Regions from separate parts of the Zea mays genome. Here region 1 is linked to region 2. A link is a contact called in public Hi-C data. All regions are on one chromosome and are shown on one strand. Each heading gives the region's core, a stretch centred on a gene start, on an enhancer-like site or on the middle of the called end of the contact. The rest is flanking DNA. Distances are from core to core; before and after follow the strand shown.

Region 1 (4,413 bases), core at 705-3,204, 610 kb before region 2:
CGCACAGCGAGTTCGGTGGAAATGGGCGAAGCCAGGAAGGAGTCGTGGAAGCCAGGAGTCACGAGAGCAGCAGGCGAGGCAAAGCTCATGTATGGCGGGGGTGAAGACATGGAACCGACGAGGGTGGAGACAGCACTGGTAGGAGTGGCGCAACCACGCGAGTAGCGAGGAGGGATGGCACGGCGTCCAGGCGAGGGGACAGGGTGCGTCGAGAAGGGGGGGCCCGGACGACGAGGCGATGGTAGCAGCCGCGATGGCCGCGGGGCGGCACGAGGAAGGGTCGCGGGATGGAGGGAGGCCAAGCAGGGGCAGTGCGCTGGCGGGGAGAGCAGGGACCTCGCAGGAGCTCGCACGACAGGCGCTTGAGGCCGAGCGGCGCTGCTGCTGGGAGAAGACCGGCGGTAGAGTGTGTGGCAGACGTGGTTGTGCGCCCAGGCGGCGGCGGCGCAGCCCTGGGAGCAGTCGGGCGGCCAAAGGGAGCAGCCGACCGGCCGAAGGGAGCAGCTGAGGCAGGGGCGTCCGTGGCGGTCCGGCCAAAGGGAGCAGCCGGTCGGCCAAAGGGAGCAGCCGACCGGCCGAAGGGAGCAGCAGGGACAGGGGCGTCCGCGGCGGTCCAGCCTCGGGGGCAGCGCGGAGCCCGACGACCAGGTGGCTGCTCCGGGCGTGGCCTGGTGGCGACGCCTAGGGGGAGGCGCGTCCCGGCCGTCGATGGGGGGCAAGCGGCGTCGGCGCACAGGCGAATTCGGGGCAGGGCACGACTGGCCTCACACGGAGGAGGCAGGCGGGTGGATCCCATGGACCCGCGGGTGGATCCCATGGACCCGGACGGCGGCCGGCCGGAGGGGCGAAGGTGGGGAAGGAGAGGAGAGAGAGTGAGGCGGAGGGGTGGCCGACGGCGGGACTGGGTGTCAACGGCTGGAAGGGAGGTGGGAGGGAGAGAAAGAAAAGCCTCTGGTACCAAGTTGGAGAATGGAAAACCCTAACCCTAGGATAGAGTTGGGTGATGTATTAATAGACTTGGGATAGTTGGGCCAGGCCCATTACAAGGGGCCGAGAGAGGAATTACAAAGGGGAAGCCCCAAACCCTAATAGGTATTCTAACACCTCCAATGAGCAAAGGCAGCAAGGACCTACTTTTTCTCTCCCTGTGTCCCTGCTCCAAGATCTATACTGCAGGACGTAGGGTGTGTTTCGGCAATCTACAACCGGAACCTCCTATTAGTTTCATTAGTTTTTTTTTTTGTTTTAGGCTTGTTGCATGCAATACGCAGCCACCATGCTTGTACCAGAATACATGCTTATATCAGGTACATGTTATTGTCACTTGGCTAGTTGTTAGTCAATTAGCCAAACACAACTGTATAATAGTTCATTGCTAGAATGTAAGCACCTATTAGCCAAACACAACAGCAACAGTACTACAAGCATCTATATCCGCCGATTCACACAATCAACCACAAGCATTGCATACACTAACTACCGACCGGATCCCGTATACAAACAACACAACTGGCGACGGACGACGGTAATAAGCCTTTGCAAGCAAGCCTTAAAAGCACCGGCAACACGAACCGTTCGATTCGAAGCCCCTAAACAACATTTCCGCGGCCGCCACGCTCTGGCTATCGATCCATCCCAGAACCCGCGACCATGTAGCACCAACAAGCGCGGGAGCGGCGAGAGCGGGCAACGATTTTGAACCGAAACGAGCTCGAAGGCGTACCTTTTTGCGTCGTCGGACCGCGAGCGCGAGCCGCCGCCCGACCCGAGGCGGTCCATTACAGAGCGTTTCCTGCCCGAGGACCTGTCGGCGTACATCACTACTGCGGCGTCGGAGTCGGAGTAGGCGTCGGCGGCGAGGGCTTGGCAGCGCGCGCGCGTAGGGTTTCGTCGGCCAGAAGGGGAGGAGAGATACAAGGAGGTGGTGGGGAGAGGACAGAGGAGCGGTGGAGTCGTGGAGTCTGGAGAGAGAGAGAGAGAGAGAGAGCGAGAGCGATGGCACCGTAGTATGGGCCCTGTGCTTGAGCAGAATCAGCCCAATACTTAGATTTCTAGGCCTGGGCATTGGAAGTTTCGAAGACGTCAGGCCCATGCTTTGGCGTGATCCATGAACGTGATCCATTGGTATAGATGGCCAACAGGCCGGCCCGGCACGACCCGGCACGGGCACGAGCAAGCACGACCCATCAGCCAACGGGCCGACCTAGGTCTATGGGCCGTGTCTGGAGAGCCCACGTGCCTGGTCGTTGGTCCAGGCACGGTTCTCTGGGCCACTTTTCGTGCCGGACCAGCCCGCTAGGCACGTTCAAACAAACGGATTGTGCCAGCACCAGCCTGCCAAAGTTTCCAAACAGCAGAAAATATAGACAAATATAACCAAAGTTAAAAAAACAGTAGAAAATATAGACAAATATAATAAATGAGCTGTTTTGTGCAATGTTGCCTCATTAAAAACCTTTCTAGGTAAAACTCACCCTTGTGAGAAACCCTAGAAAGAAAAAAAAGTGCAGCCAGCTCAAAGTTTAGTCATTAAGTTTGTATCTGTTACAAATGTATATTACAATACAAAATGACTCTCCCACAATCACTCAATGACAAAGCAGTGAAAGCACTGATCAGATGACCACATCACAGTCTAAAAGACTAGAACTAAGTAGTGTCGGCGTTTCGACCCCGGGGGGTCCCTGGAACGATGAGTGAATTGTCGTCGCGTGTCCCAGCCCAGATGGGTCGGCGCGAGACGGAGCACGAAGGGGGGAAGAGAACAGGCAAAGGGGAAACCTGCGGCCTTCGTGTTGCCCTGCGCCCAGGTCGGGTGCGCTTGCAGTAGGGGGTTACAAGCGTCCGCGTGGGAGAGAGCGAGAGCCTTAGGCGTCAGTCCGTTCCCCCGCGCGGCCAACCTTCTCGTATGAGAGCCCTGGACCTTCCTTTTATAGGCGTAAGGAGAGGGTCCAGGTGTACAATGGGGGGTGTAGCAGTGTGCTAACGTGTCTAGCAGAGAGGAGATAGAGCCCTAAGTACATGCCGTTGTGGTAGTCGGAGAGGTTTTGACACCCTGTTCATGTGATGTCGTGGTCGTCGGAGGAGAGCTGGAGCCCTGCGGAAGGACAGCTGTCGGGGCTGTCGAGTCCTTGCTGACGTCTCCTTGCTTCCGTAAGGGGCTGAGAGCCACCGTCGTCATGGAGCACGCGGGGCGCCATCATTATTTGTTTTCCGGGGCGAGCCAGATGGGACGCCGGTCTTGTTCCCCGTAGCCTGAGCTAGCTAGGGGTAGGGTAATGATGGCCTTCCTTGCGACATGGCGAGTCCGAGCCCGAGGTCGGGCGAGGCGGAGGCTCCTCCGAGGTCGAGGCTGAGTCCGAGCCCTGGGGTCGGACGAGGCGGAGTCCATCGTCTTCCGGAGCTGAGGCTGAGTCCGAGCCCTAGGGTCGGGCGAGGCGGAGTCCATCGTCTTCTGGAGCCGAGGCTGAGTCCGAGCCCTAGGGTCGGGCGAGGCGGAGTTCGTCGTCTTTCGGAGCCGAGGCTGAGTCCGAGCCCTAGGGTCGGGCGAGGCGGAGTTCGTCGTCTTCCGGAGCCGAGGCTGAGTCCGAGCCCCAGGGTCGGGTGAGGTGGAGTTCGTCGTCTTCCAGAGCCGAGGCTGAGTCCGAGCTCTGGGGTCGGGCGAGGCGAAGTCCATCTTCCGAGGCCGAGACGGGGGCCGAACCCTAGGGTCGGGCGAGGCGGAGCTTCCTATGCCGCTCGAGGCTGGACTTAGCCGCTGTCAGCCTCACTCTGTCAAGTGGCACAGCAGTCGGAGTGACGCAGGCGGCGCTGTTTTCTTGTCAGGCCGGTCAGTGGAGCGGCGAAGTGACTGCGGTCACTTCGGCTCTGTCGACTGAAGAGCGCTCGTCAGGATAAGGTGTCAGGTCATCCTTGCATTAAATGCTCCTGTGATATGGTCGCTTGGCGTGGCGAGCTGGCCAGGGTTGCTTCTCTGCGAAGGCTGGGCCTCGGGCGAGCCGAAGGTGTGTCCGTTGCTTGAGGGGGCCCTCGGGCGAGACGTGAATCCTCCGGGGTCGGCTGCCCTTGCCCGAGGCTGGGCTCGGGCGAGGCGAGATCGTGTCCCTTGAGAGGACTGAGCCTTGACCTTAATCGCGCCCATCAGGCCTTTGCAGCTTTGTGCTGATGGGGGTTACCAGCTGAGATTAGGAGTCTTGGGGGTACCCCTAATTATGGTCCCCGACAGTAGCCCCCGAGCCTCGAAGGGAGTGTTGATACTCGCTTGGAGGCTTTTGTCGCACTTTTTTGCAAGGGGACCGGCCTTTTCTCGGTTGTGTTTCGTTCCGGTGGGTGCGCGCGAGCGCACCCGCCAGGTGTAGCCCCCGAGGCCTCGGAGGAGTGGTTTGACTCCTTCGAGGTCTTAGCGCGTTTCAT
Region 2 (4,482 bases), core at 234-2,733:
AACAGGGATCGTGGCTGACCGGATGACAACGGGTCCCACACGTCAGTCGGCTGCGCGCGCGGTGGAAGGGGGATTGGGCCGCACGGATTGCTGGGCCAACACGCGCAATATTGGCCCACGCGGCATAATAGGCTTTTTCCTTTTTTCTGGTTTTCTTTTTCCTTTTATTTTCAATTCCCAATTTGAACTTCAACTATGAATGTGAATTTTGTACTCAAATTAAAGGTAGATTTTAATCTTGCAAATATGGATAGATTTTATATTTTTATAAATTTTGTTTTGTATTTTATAGTATTTCTTTTCTTCTTTTCTCCACATTTTAATTTCCAAATTTAGGTTTTAAATTCAAATTTGGACATTATTGAATTTCTATTAATATCTTCTTTATTATTATCAAATGCACACACAAATAAACTCCAACAGGATGCACATGTTTCTTATGTGTCATTTGTGTAATTATTCATTCATGGCTATTCTAATGCTCAAATAAATGGGGGCAAACCATACAAGGAAATCAACTATATTCTCATTATATACATACTTTGGGTATTACAAGATAAGGGGGTGTTTGGTTTATAGGGACTAAACTTTAGTCCCTCCACTTAATTCCATTTTAGTTCATAAATTGTTAAATAGGGAAACTAAAATAGAGTTTTAGTTTCTATATTTAGTAATTTAGGGACTAAAATGGAATTAAGTGGAGGGACTAAAAATTAGTCTCTAGAAACCAAACACCCCCTAAGACTTGTCTCGTCAGAGAAAAACAACACACTATAACTTGGCCTCGAGCTAGCAGGCATGCACCTCTCTCGTCGTGCCCGAGACGTCCTCCCCACAACTCGTTATTTCCTTGGATTTACTAGAGTTGCAGTGGATGTGTGCCTCTGTCGCCGTGGCCATACTAGGATACGTCGAACTGGATCTCGGACGCGACATCACGCCATGCGGTTATGAGGGCGATGATGCATGACTCAAATATGTCCATATGAGACTAGAGAAGTGGGTCGGTGACGACGACATCGACGTGTTGGTAGAGGAGAGACCGATGTCGGTGAGCAGGGCATGGATAACGTCGTGTTCAAAGCCAGTGTGGATACGGGAGGAGAGATTGTTGAACGTATTCTTGGTGAGCGCCTTCATGGACGTGCCCTTGGCTTGGCTAGGGTGAGGATGCATGGGGCCATGAGGGAGAAGGGGACATGAAAGTTGGAGAGGCCGTCACAACACATGTGTATTATATTAATCTACCTTTATTATTTATCTTTTGATTATACAGTTGCACCAATATATATAGTTGAACCAAATATGTTTCAAAAAAAAAAGGTAGCATGGAAAGGACAAGAAAATATCTTGGCGGACCGAAGGCCATTTTGTTATTGTTGGGCCTGAAGATGGACAAGTGTAGGGCTCTACTGGGCCGTGCTTGTGGGCACCTGAACCTACAGAGGGGGGTGTGCACTGGGCCCTGCGTGCTGCGTGTGAGCAGCTTGCTATAGGAATCTGAGGGAGGAGGCGCTGGGCGGTGCCCGGGCGTTGGATAGGAGAGGTCAAGATTCAAGAACGACGACACGCCGAAGTAGCAGAGGGATCCGTTGGCCTCCCGTACCCAGCCCCCTTCTACCCCTTCGTCGACGGCTGGGATTGCGGCGGCGCCCTTGTCTTCGCCGGCGACGAGCATCGCCAGGTTCGACCGCCGCTTCCCTTGCATTTTTATCTGGATCTGGCTGCTTCACTGTAGGCATATATTACGCCCACCGGTTTGGATTCGATTTGGAATCTAGGGTTTGGTTACGGTGCCCTGGAATTTTGCATTTTTTCGGTCTGCTTCTGTCGGAACCTTGATGCTCTATCTGAGTGACAGAATGGGTGTGTAGGGACTTCCGATTGGGGGGGGCGATTGCGGAGATGGGCTGATCAGAACTGCGACAAGGTCCGGTTTTCTCCTCCAAATTGTGGTCTCTGGAGGTGGATTTGCTTTTTCCGTAGCCGCAGATGGACGACGACGATGGCAGCCTGGGCATTCGGAATTGGGGCTTCTACGACACCATGAAGGGCAACCTAGGCCTGCAGCTCATGTCGTCCATGCCACCTGACCGGGACACGAAGCCACTGCTCCCGAGAGCTGGTTTCTTGCAGCAGCATGGGCATCACAATGCATCGCACCAGCTCCATGCACAGCAGTCGCAACATTATCGTGATTCCACTTGCGGTGGAGGAGCCTCTGGTGGCATGCCCACCGAGCAGCACTCTATCCACATGGACTTCTCACGCAATGAAGCTTGGCTGCACCCATCGCACCACCACCAACATCCCCATGACCAGAAGGTCCTTCATTCTCGCCCTACCGTACCAGCTGGGCATGTTGGGCATCCAGGCCATGGTAGCCATCCTGTGCATGGTGGGCATATCGTGCATCACCATCCTACTGGCTATGGGTCAATATCAGATGCACAACATACTCTCCAGATGATGCAACCACAGCTTGAGTCACAGCTTCAGGAGCCTCCTCCATGCAAGGGAGACGAAGCGCCACCTCCGCCAATTGAGGATCACTCTGTGGTTAGTACCGGGCCACCTGTGAAAAAGAGGCAGCGAGGCCAGCAGCAGAGTCGGCAGCCTAAGTCACCAAAGCCTAAGAAGCCTAAGAAGGTTGCTGTTCTGCCAGAGGGTGGGGCACTTAATGGGCATGCACCCCGTAGGAGGGGCCCTAAGAAGGCTGTGGGGATGGTGATTAACGGTATTGAGTTGGACCTTGCCAACTTACCAACACCAGTGTGCTCATGCACTGGAACTCCCCAGCAATGCTATCGGTGGGGTGCAGGTGGCTGGCAGTCTGCATGCTGCACGACTGCTATTTCAACGTATCCACTGCCAATGAGCACAAAGCGCCGTGGCGCACGTATTGCTGGAAGGAAGATGAGCCAAGGCGCATTCAAAAAGGTGCTTGAGAAGCTTGCTGGTGAAGGGTACAACCTTGTTAATCCAATTGACTTGAAGACATTTTGGGCTAAGCATGGCACAAATAAGTTTGTAACGATCAGGTAATGAGAAAGGCTTGCTATGTTTGCCACTTTGTAGGTTGTAGTGCTGCAGTTAGGCCTGATTTATTGCTTGTATGTCTATGTGCCAATCTGCAGACATTTGTAGGAGTAGTTTGTAGCCATGTTTAGTTTCATCCACTTAATTGTCATGCCTATCTCGACTCTCGAGCTTCAGATATTGACCCGACTGAAGTCTTTGTATCCTTCACTTTGCAAATTGTACTGTATCCATAACAGTCTCTAATTTAGGACGTGAGGTTCGATGTGTTAGTTAAATATGCGTGGAACTAAGCATTATGTGGAGGTTTTCTCTGGTGGAGGACATTTGCCAGCACCTTTTTGACAAGGCGATAACTGTGAATTTTGTGTATGGCTTATATTCCAAGTCATTTTTGTATGAAGTACTCATATTACATATCCAAGGTCTTACAAATCACACTTAAGAACAGATTCAAGCAACTAAATCCTTGAGTGTATCTTCATTACTCTCCAGTCTCTACCTCCACTAGTCAGCGGCAAAGAAAATATTATTGTTTGTTGCCTTCTTGCTTACCATGAAATGTTTACTGAGCTTTGCTTTTAGGTCATGTTGTATTTTCTTGTCAAGTGCTAGTTGCCATGTAGCATTTCTTCAGAAAGAGTGTGTGCAGGTTGGTTGTGCTTAACTTTGTGGCATTTGGTTGCGCTTAACCTTTTTTATGGTATTTGGTTGCTTTGGTTCTGTGTGTTAGAATAAAGAAGTTATCCTGGAGCTAGGACTATTTCTTAGTGATGTGGTTGTGTCAAGAATGGTTGAAAGGTATTCTATTATTGCTACTGGCATGGCTAGATGTGCAGGTGTCTTTTCCAAAAACATTTTACAACATGTGTTCAGGTGTTGAAATCTGGTTATGACTTACGAAGCGAAGCAGATTTCCAGCAGTGTGACAAATGGATCCATGATGCAGTGTTTGAGAACTTAAAATTAATTCGGTTCTAAGATGGTTATTAATTTTATATGCTTAATGAAGAGGCTCTGTTTTAGCTGAAATGTTAATGATTTGGTTCCTTCCTGATTTTAAATAAACATCGTGTTGTGACAAAACTAAGCAATCATCAGATTGTTTGGCTTTTCCATTGTTATTCACTGGAGGGAAATGCAACAGGAATTAGGTTATTTGTTTAAACTGGTTGAGTACTTGAGTACTATAGTTCAAGTTTTCGTTGGTAGGTAAGTTGGTATAGTATATCTTTAAGCTTCTCTTCTGCATTGGGTAGTTCTCTTACATTTCTGTGATTATATTACTTGCTAGGATCTTTAGTGGTCGGATCGTGTTCTTTTTTGGACATACGGTTTTTTATTTTTGAAATTTGCCGAGCTTTTGGGCTAAAGCATGGCCAAACAAAATTTTAATGATCAGGTCACCTTAGGTTCCATGGCTATAGCTTGGCCTGAGTTATT

What was found. Hi-C and Micro-C count contacts between places; a contact is called where the count stands out from the background.
Region 1: a Hi-C map of ear shows a contact between it and region 2, with 2.1 times the contacts expected there. The contact joins the promoter of LOC100194223 here to the promoter of LOC100283491 in region 2. A contact is called at or near these places in 2 of 25 Hi-C or Micro-C datasets (ear and tassel).

What each region holds. Positions count from the first base shown.
Region 1 is chr1:197,366,507-197,370,919 of Zm-B73-REFERENCE-NAM-5.0, reverse strand. It overlaps LOC100194223, which reads right to left and starts at 1,954. Exons shown (of 6, transcript NM_001139264.1): 1 at 1,724-1,954. The coding sequence starts at 1,818.
Region 2 is chr1:196,757,781-196,762,262 of Zm-B73-REFERENCE-NAM-5.0, reverse strand. LOC100283491 reads left to right here and starts at 1,483. Exons shown (of 2, transcript NM_001156391.1): 1 at 1,483-1,684; 2 at 1,875-3,283. The coding sequence starts at 1,993. The coding sequence ends at 3,045.